Regions from separate parts of the Mus musculus genome. Here all the other regions are linked to region 2. The links are chromatin contacts, called in public promoter capture Hi-C maps. All regions are on one chromosome and are shown on one strand. The core of a region is the stretch at or near the end of the contact, and the rest is flanking DNA. Distances in the headings are between cores, read along the strand shown.

Region 1 (3,084 bases), core at 528-3,027, 840 kb after region 2:
TAATTTAAATAAGGTTTTAGAAACATTTAGCATGTGTTAATATCACGCATCAATTAAAATATTATTTATCATAAATAATAAAACACATACAAAAAGGTTGAATGAAATGTATAAAGTACTGATTCACAAAAATGGTTTTGCAATATACAGTTAATACATCCTTGAGACCTGAAAATATTTTCTAGCCTCTAAGTACAAACTAAGCTTCAGAGATTCTTCCTAATGAATGGTAGCCCTTACATCCCTGCTCAGCTTGCTTGATTTAAATAGCCAGTGAACCAGAGGAGACAAAAATAATTTAATTCTTTTCTTCCATACATTAAACAGTCATTTTAACAGAGAAAAACACTCCTAGGACTTTATTTCCTTATTTCTTTTACCATTATTTGTTTGTCTTTTTGGAGTGGCATATCATTTCTGCAAAATTAAATGCAAAAGAGTATGAAAAGATATTTCTACATTATGTCAGGTCAGCTTGCACTGCTTTTGCATGAGAGTAATACGCAACTCTATAGACCCTTTTCATAATTTTTAAAATTTAAATAAAACCATTTACTGCTATATTATTTTTAATTAAAATGATAGGATTCAATGATACATGTCATACATGCCTATAATGTACTTTGATCATATGAGTAAGGTCATTGGAAATATTTCATTCCTGCTTCCTTCTGCTGCCTTCCTCTTCCCAAATAATATCAGTTACATTTTTCTATCTTTTCTGAAACTATATATTCTATATTTAGTATTTCCTGAAGTGACTATCCAACTGTGTTATTGAAGAAGACTACATGGCACTTCTATTAGTTTCTTTTCCCAATGACCACCCTTCATCCAACAAGGCCATACCTTCTAATCTGCCCCAGACACTGCCAGACAACAAGAGTTCAAGTGTTCAAACATATGAGCCTATGTGGTCATATGTCATTGCATATACCACAACACTGTTTACTATAGATTTGTTAGAAAAAACAAAAAAGACTTTCAGTTTGTCTAGACACTTCCCTTGACTAGTTATTGAATTAAATAAATTAAATTAAATATGTTTTTCATTCATTAAATCAGATGTTAAAACATGATATACAAAAATTGATTTGAATACTCTCAGACACATTAAAGTCTGAGTAAGTTAGGGTTAATACTGATATTAGAATGTGACAATCTTACATTTCTTAATAGCATCTAAGCAGGCTTTCTGGCTCCATTTTTATTCTTATTTTTTGATCATTTGAAGAAGAATTATGCTCTATGGTTCTGTAACAATGATTTATGGAAAAGAACACAAGAGCAGATTTTTGGCCCAATGTTTTGGTCAATTAGATGAGAGGTTAATGTTATTTAACTATCATCTTATGGATCCTGTTCTGTTACTACATTACATTGTTTCCATACTTGAAATACTTAGGCAATATTTTAAAGCTCCCGTTAAGAGCGGGAGAGAAAAATTAACTTTTGACAACATGACTCACTCCAGATGTGCAATAATTTTTTTTTGGTCATATTTGTGTTTTCTATACATAATATCCCTAGGGAAAATATATATGTAATTGAGATTTTTCAGATAATTTTGAACTCATTATTTCAAGTTTTTTTTTTTTTTTTTTTTTTTTTAATTCAGCTAAACAGGGCAGAGATAATCTAAGTTTTGCCGGTGTTTTAACAGAGGGCTGTTTTGACATTCTCAGCCTGCCTCAAGTCATCAGAACATGATAAGTCTTTAGCAAAGACAGATGTTTAGCTGACCCCTGCACTAAGTGCTGACCCATGTCAGCCCCCCATCTGCCAGCCACTTGATGTTCACATGGAAGGGCAGTGATAGCTGTCAACACTCTGCCTACTTTCCCCTTACATAAAAACATTTATGATTAGCTTCTAACATCAGTTTACCAAGTTCTGAAATCAGTGTACTAGACTTGGGGACATATGTCTGACCACATCACACACAATTCTAAGCATTCCACATTTACTCAGCAATTATTCTTCATTTAAATATACATGTATGTATTTAAATTTGGACAACATGCATGTTTTTAAATAGTATTTCTTCTTGCTTGAGACTCACTGTGTCTTAATGAAACAAACAACTATATTACCAAGGTAATGTTAGAAAAAGAATTATTTACTTGTTAATTTAGTCAGTGCATTTCAGCTGGAAGAGTAGATAGAAAGCAAAAGACGTGTTCCTTGCCTTGGAGAAACTTAGATTTTGTTTGCCATCATGATCTAGAGTACATAAAAACCCTGACTTTTAAAATTATGCTCATTAAACACATTGTCTTGTTTTTTTATTCCTAACTGCATTTTGTTCCTTCCATTCTCATGCTTGATTCATCATGACTCCTAGTTACTTGGCCTTTTCTAACTCATTATGTCTCAAAAGATTTATATTATTCTTTTATAAAAGAGAAATAATATCAGTACTTAAAGACTATGTTGAGGAAGAATAAGATGATAACAAAACTCTCTTCTCTGGCCCTGATAAGTAAGAACCAGTAATCAGGAAAATAATTGTGGTTATCTGAAAAATATTTATGAAAATGGGAAAATTACAACAGTAGTTGTATGCTAGTTCAAGATTGAACTTCACGGTAACAGAGTTCAGAACAAAATCACATATAATTATAGCTGCAGTAAAAGAGAATCTTCGTATTAGATTAAACAGAAGAAATTAAGTCAGTAATACTACTAATTTTATGGATAAAGACAGCAGTGTCTAGAAGGCTGTGCAATTTGCTTTTAAGTGAGAATTTAGTTACTTTCTATGTCACTCTTCATTACAAAAACTAACACTCATTGAATATTTACTAACTGTAAGCACTGAATTGAAAGCACCAGTATTATCTCATTTGCTTTCATAGAAATTCTAAGAAATAAGGATGTTATTGGTACTAACACTGTTTCTCCATATAAGGAAACATAGTTTGCTTCTTTGTTTCCTAGCCTGAGAATGAACACTGGTGATCTCCATCTCATATCATATTGAAATGCATAAGCATTCAGCTACCTGTGAACTTGTACATATTTTTTCTTTGTGTTTATTGAGGTAAATAAAAGTCAATTTTTATAGTTTCATTTCCCTTTATC
Region 2 (3,163 bases), core at 520-3,019:
CATGTTCTCCCTCTCACAGAAAGCCAGGGCCCACTGGGCGGGCACTCCTGTTTGGAATACTGGCCTCTGGGTGCGTTCCTCCCATGGACCACTGGTCTTTTAAGATTGTTGGCATGACCCTTCAATTAGCCTTCAGAAAATTTACTTTTTATTTATTTTTTCTATTTTAAAACAATTTAGAGTTTATTAAAGAAGTCACTCAAAGGAAAAAAGAACTAAACTAATTTCATAACTTAAGAGGCTATTCACATATACTCATATATGAATATATAAACATAAACTTACTAGTCAAGAGTCCTTTGACAAACATTCTGTTTCATTAAATAAAATGAAAATACTCTCATTCAAATAAATAAATAAATCCCTGATGATATATTTTCATTAGATAATAGTTCTACTTTATATCATTAAAATGTGTATAACATTACTCAAAACTTAGCATACTGAAATAATCAAATAGAAATGGTTACCAGAAAGTACATTTGGAATGAATAAATATTACATTTACTAGGAAATTAATTCACAGACTTTATTTCTTAATAACCATTCGGTTCTAAGAAGCCAGCCAGTATGTTTGATTTCATGACATCATACTGGACCACTTACAGGAACATTTTCCACCCTCAAACTCCCCAAATGTACTGGCTACCTTGTGTACTTTTCCAGTGATAAATGAAAATAAAACAACTTATTTTCAAATGAACAGACTGTATTATTTGGACACAACAGGCATATTCAACAGAAGAGGACAACTTAATCCAACCCTAGGACTACAGGTTTGCTTTCATTAATGAGTAGCTTCAACGTGCAAATAAGTCCTTTGGGCAACTTTTTAAAAAGTGTTCTTAACAGCTACGGTTTGGAATACTTTTAGGACATTGATATTGTCCATTGACAAATTAAAAAAAAAAAAAAAAACTCCTAACAAAAAACCCAATGCATTATAATTATCTGTTCCTAACTTTAAAATTACTCAGAATTTTAGAATTACCCACAATCTGACGTTTCAAAGGCTGTTAATCTAATAGGTATTAGCTATAATGGAAGTAACTTTCTTTTTCACGTAAACCTATACATCCCCTCAGAGAGAAGTCGTAACTCTGGGATGGACATTCTCATTGCACAGTTCATCCGCACTCTGTACCCCTTACTCTCATCTCGGCTGCTATAAAACTGCCTGTTGAAGTACAGATGGAAAAGCCACCGTTTGAAACCGTGTGCCTTTCAGATTAATAGCAACAGTTGCAAAAGCTAGGAAAACTTGAGTTAATTCTTTCTTCACGTCTAGACTGAACCTGTTTATTGCGATGCTATTTTATCTGACAATAGTTTTAAAAAGTGGAGGTGCTATGTTAAATAAAGACTGAAGAAAACAAGAAAATTTGTTTACTCCGTACATACATTATATGCGCAGTGCTATGAAATATATAAGGCACCAAGATATGTCTGAAAGAGGGGGAAACCCACCAAACAGAAATGATGGAAGTTTTACCTTGTCCTGAATTCCAGTTCAGAAGCTGAGTCCCACTTAGCTGGGAGCTGGAGATGAAGTGAGCTAGTGCTCGTCCTGACCTTAAGTTTGTCTCTGGGCGAGTGCGGTGTGGGTGTGGGTGTGGGTATGGGTGTGTGTGTCCGAGCGCGTGTGTGCAGAATGTCTCTTTGTGGTGTTGGATGGCAGAGGTCCTGATCCGAGGATAAAGGAGCCACTTCTCACCAAGAGCAGAAGAAAGGCAAAGCGTCACCAGGAGACTTCTCCTCCCAGATCCTCTAATTACAGCCTAACTGCACTCCATGCAAACTTCAGGGGGGGAAGGGAGGGGCAGCTCTGTGCCCAGACCTTGTAAAACAGCAGTCTCTTAGATGACTCCCTCTGCTCAGATCCGGAGGATTCAGCTCTGGAGTTCAGGAAAAGCAGCAGGCCCAACCACAAGCCCCCACCCACACTGTACCTCCTGTTGCCTGTCTACTCTGGGTTATGTCCACAGGAGGTGCCACTCGGGATCTGTGGGATGAATTGTAGCCTCTACTGACTTTCCTACACAATTTGTCACCTTGTAGTTTGGGTATCTAAGCATCGGAGAGGTTTTCCCCCTACAGACAAGAGGGACAACTGAGCACCTAACTTTTACCCAGATTGCTTGTTTTGCCCAAATTGTTGGCTGCGGGACTCAGTATCTGTGTTGGATTAAATTTCCTTTAACCCACAACTGCTATTGTGTCCTTAGATGATAGTGCCTAAGAACCTGAGTTTATTTATAGAGTGAGGAATGCAAGGGGGAGTCTGGGTGGGTGGGGTTGGGTTATAGATCCACATTCAGGATTAGAACCAGATGTCACAGGACCAGGACATGGGCGCGCGCGCGTGTACGTGTGTGTACACACACACACACACACACACACACACACACACACACACACACACACACACACACTTAAAATAACTACTGGGGAAGATGATGGGACACGCGGGAAAACGCCTCCTGAACAAATAGACATTTATTTATAACTCGAGGGAGAGTATATAGGTCCATTGATTCCTGCCTTGAGTAGCCAAGGGGTTTGGAGAGGAAACGGCTTCGCATTTCAAAAACAGAGCCACCTTTGATTGGGCCTAGGAAAGGCGGAAAAGAAAGGAAAAAAAAAAAAAAAAAAAAAAGCACGCTGCAGGAAGCAAACAGCTGCTGAAGCGGCGGGGCAGGGAACTGATCTGGCATCTGGGCTGAGGAAGAGCAAACAAGCTCTAGAGGCCCACAGGGAGGGAGGGGGAGAGAATCACTGCCTGAGAGCAGGCGTAGTGCGGTGGACCCGGGCCCTGGGCAGCATCCCAGGCACTCCGCGGACCACTGCAGGTAGCCAGGGGATCGCCGGGGAGAAGGCGGTTCATCACTTCGGGGATCATTCGGTTCATCACTTCGGAGATCATAGCTTGGGGGCAGAGGGGCGCGGAGAGGGTGTAGGGACCAGGGGCAAAGAGACTGGTACTCCAGACTCTTGGCAGATAAACTAGTGAGGCAGGCTGGAAGGAGGGTGACTGGGGACTCCGGGTCGGGTAGGTGACTGGGCAGAAGCGCTGAAGATCCTAGTCCTTTGGCTGGCGGAGAGCGGCGCTACTGTCTTAGAGATAAAGCCTAAGTGGTGCGCTGTGGTCAAGGCTTCCTCCAGG
Region 3 (3,344 bases), core at 310-2,809, 890 kb after region 2:
TTGGTATCTGACTTCAAATTCTATTTCAAGCCAATAAACTCTGCTGTCTGCAAATTCTGAGTATTCCTTTATTGCAGGATTAAAACACTAACACAGAAAGCTGGGCATTAAACTAAATATCAGAGTTCAGAGTTCCCTTAGCCAGGAACTATTGAACCTAAGACACATACACAAGAAAAACAAAAATAAACAAACAAGCAAAACAAACCATCAAAAGAACCCAAACAAACAACAACAACAAACCCTTAAAGTCCCACATCAAAAACAAGGTGTAATTGATCCCTCCTCACACTTTAAAAGTTCTATTTGGAGCATCAACATAAATGTGTGTTTTGTTTTGTTTTGTTTTGTTTTGTTTTGTTTTGTTTTGTTTTGTTTTATTCAAGCCTATTGTACTAAATGTTAATCTCTTCATGAAACACTCTCTGAACCTCACTATTTTTTTTTATTATTGTAGATTTTGTTTTTGTTTTTGTTTGTTTGCTATCTGAGCATCCTTTATTCCAGTTAAGTCGACATAGAATTAAGTTATGAAGGCAGCAAACATATCACAAACATCCATCATTTCAAGGGTTACAGCCTCATAAAGCCAGTGAGAGTTTAGCTAGGCTCTACTGCTGGTAAAGGAATCACACAAGGTTAAGTCTGATAGATTTAGTGCATATATTCATATGTGAACTAAGCATATATTATAAATGTATTATCCTATGCCTGGTTTGATATTTTTATGGAACATAAGAACATGTCTTCTAAGTATTAGAAAATAATTCAATTACTGCTCTTGTGAGGAAGGCATTCCATTAGGTTCTCCATTCCATTTTTCTTGGATGCTTTTTTTCTGAAATAGGAAATAAAATTATAATTTCATCCCCTTTGCAATTACTCATATCCTATGCTCTATGTTTTTTTTTTGGTAAAGCAAGTTTTTAATCTTCAGAAATGATTTCATCTATAAACTGTGTATGTTTTCCCAGGGAAAGGGAGAGTGAGATACAGCAGTAATGCTAGGAACATTCAGAAAAACGAAGAAAGGCCTTGAAATACTTTCCTGGATTGACATCAATAGCAAAAACAGAGCATTATTTATGAAGGCAGCCCGACTACAATTTTCCAGTGGTCTCTCAGTTCCCTTACTTACTCCTCCTTTAGCATACACAGTTAATGAAAACATCATAGAACAAAAACCCCAAACAGTCCAATGCCAGATACACTTAACATGATGGAAAATACTGTGAGAACAAATTAGTATGACTAGGATAGGAATGGCAGAGACACCACTTCAAAGTGCCTGTGAACGAGGAGTGCAGCAAATCAGGCAAATGCTGCAGCAGCTTTTGCCCTTGTGGAACGTTGTAGACCACATCTTTGTCTAACTGGAAAGCTAACACATCCCCCATTTTCCTAAAGGCTGGAACACTTTTTTTTTTTTTTCCTCAGAGGCTGTTTCCCTGTGGAAATTATCACAATGGACCAGACAGCTGGGATAATGATGTAACCAGGGTTACTGAACATTTTCCTGCTTGCATTAGCAAGATTATATAGTTAATCAATCCACAATACTTCCTGAGTTCCTATGAAATGCAAGACACACAGTGGCAAACCAACCACTATAATCAAGTGAGATAATGTTAATGATAGCATGCTGTGAACTGCAAATCCTGGTGAAATGTGACTTACAATCATCTAAAATGTCTTAGTGCCGTGATCCTTATTTGGTAAAAGGGTGTTTCCACCTAGTTTGGTGAGAAATGATCCTAGTCTCTGGTTGAGACGAATGATTAATGCCAGAGGTAATGATATCCAAGTTGAATTTCTAGTATTGTGCCACCAAAAGTCACAAGAAACCAATCTTGTCTCCTCAGTAAATAAAAAGATACATATGTGTTGAGATCAAGGCAACCCAGAATGCCAAATAGTCTAGGCAACATGTCTCCTCTAAATTATTAATTTTCTGATGTGTAGCATGCCTTTAAGCCAACATGTCACATTTGTTCTGATTGAAAATGTGTTATTTGGCATAACTGTGATACATTTTATACAGAGATCCATTGAGAAATGCCTTTTATTCGTTTCACTGATCAGGGAAGGGAAGCTGTGCTTTAGACTCAGGCTAACATTCCTGCCTTAAGCTCTCTGCATTTCATTTTCATGGTTTGTATTGCTTTATTATTTACAGAACAACTTCTGCTATTCTTCATTTTACTTCTACAGTTGGAGTTTGAATTCATGGCAGTATTTTTAGAAAAGAGCCTTAACCCCAGATACTTAGTAAGTGGGTCCAGAATGCCTGTAATTCAATGGCATTGAATCTTTTTCAGTTATCAATTTCGGTATTGCTGGAAGGCATACACAAGAAGCTTCCCCCTTCCCCCTTCTCTTTAGTCTGCAATCCTAAACAGTAATAGCAGAATATAGGCAACCAACAGCTCCCTCCCCAGATGGCTCTGGCTCTGCCTTTATGTTCTTAAGTGAAGGAGAGTAAGACTCAGCAAACCATTATAATATCTTGCCAATCTGCCCAATACCAATTTGATCTAATGTACTATTCTTAAGAAAATATTCTCTAGACTTCGAATTGCTAAACAGAAACATTCTCCTTCATTCCTTTTTAGTTCATTGGGAGTTTAAATTTTAAGATGTACAAAACAGTCCTCATGTAGTGAACGCATTTGCTTCTATTCTCAACAGATAAACTTACATACATATGAGTAGAAGTTAATGTATCTTGATTTTAAATTTAACTACTATCTTTCATGAATTTTTCCATCATACGAATAAAGATACTATGTAATTTTTTCATCTTGTTAATTTAAGCAATATAATTTATCATCTATTCATACTGGGTACTTCTGAAAGTAATTTGCATAGACCAGCCCACAACATAAAGATGACCCTTTAAATTGCTATATCAAACTAAATATTCTCCTTACCCCAAAGTCATTTGGTCAGTATAAAACTTAAAATGCAAAGTAGCTTTACAAAAACAGCATTTCAAAAGGAGTTGGTGACTCATATGTAACACCAGTAATCAGGACGTTGAGGCGATAACATCAAGACTTCAAGTGCACCCTAGGTTCATCAAGTGGTTCAAATCTGATTGTACTATAGAGTGAAAAATAAATATAAAAATTACAACTAATGTGACCACTGTTAGAAGCATGTAGAATTATTACTAATAGCTAAATTTGAGCTAATTTGATTAAATTAGTAGAGCTTTGTAGAAGAGTTAAATGTGATCAGTGATGTTAGTACATCAATAACACATTATTTATAAGGCTATATAAATAAAAATATTGAAAAATCTATCTTTTAAGATTTTCTTTTCTCTTTTCTTTTTTTATTAA

The links. Promoter capture Hi-C pulls out the DNA fragments that hold promoters and counts their contacts.
Region 1: a contact with region 2 is called in a promoter capture Hi-C map of second pharyngeal arch cranial neural crest, with 2.8 times the contacts expected there. The contact joins the enhancer-like site here to the promoter of Hapln1 in region 2. A contact is called at or near these places in 7 of 39 promoter capture datasets (the C10 cell line, cranial neural crest, embryonic stem cells and 4 more) and 1 of 9 other capture datasets (embryonic stem cells).
Region 3: a promoter capture Hi-C map of embryonic stem cells shows a contact between it and region 2, with 6 times the contacts expected there. The contact joins the enhancer-like site here to the promoter of Hapln1 in region 2. A contact is called at or near these places in 6 of 39 promoter capture datasets (the C10 cell line, embryonic stem cells, frontonasal cranial neural crest and 2 more).

The regions. Positions count from the first base shown.
Region 1 is chr13:88,703,399-88,706,482 of GRCm38.p6, reverse strand. No RefSeq gene overlaps it. Among named protein-coding and RNA genes, the nearest start is that of Edil3, 120 kb to the left of the region's middle. Within about 2 kb of position 1,777, at least 3 of the 459 cell types and tissues checked have an H3K27ac peak or open chromatin away from gene starts, as enhancers often do. A contact at or near this core is called in second pharyngeal arch cranial neural crest, where this site is marked.
Region 2 is chr13:89,539,242-89,542,404 of GRCm38.p6, reverse strand. It overlaps Hapln1 (hyaluronan and proteoglycan link protein 1), which reads right to left and starts at 1,769. Exons shown (of 5, transcript NM_013500.4): 1 at 1,493-1,769. Gm34699 (a long non-coding RNA gene) reads left to right here and starts at 2,736. Exons shown (of 8, transcript XR_382713.2): 1 at 2,736-2,849.
Region 3 is chr13:88,649,411-88,652,754 of GRCm38.p6, reverse strand. No RefSeq gene overlaps it. Among named protein-coding and RNA genes, the nearest start is that of Gm34585, 130 kb to the right of the region's middle. Within about 2 kb of position 1,559, at least 4 of the 459 cell types and tissues checked have an H3K27ac peak or open chromatin away from gene starts, as enhancers often do.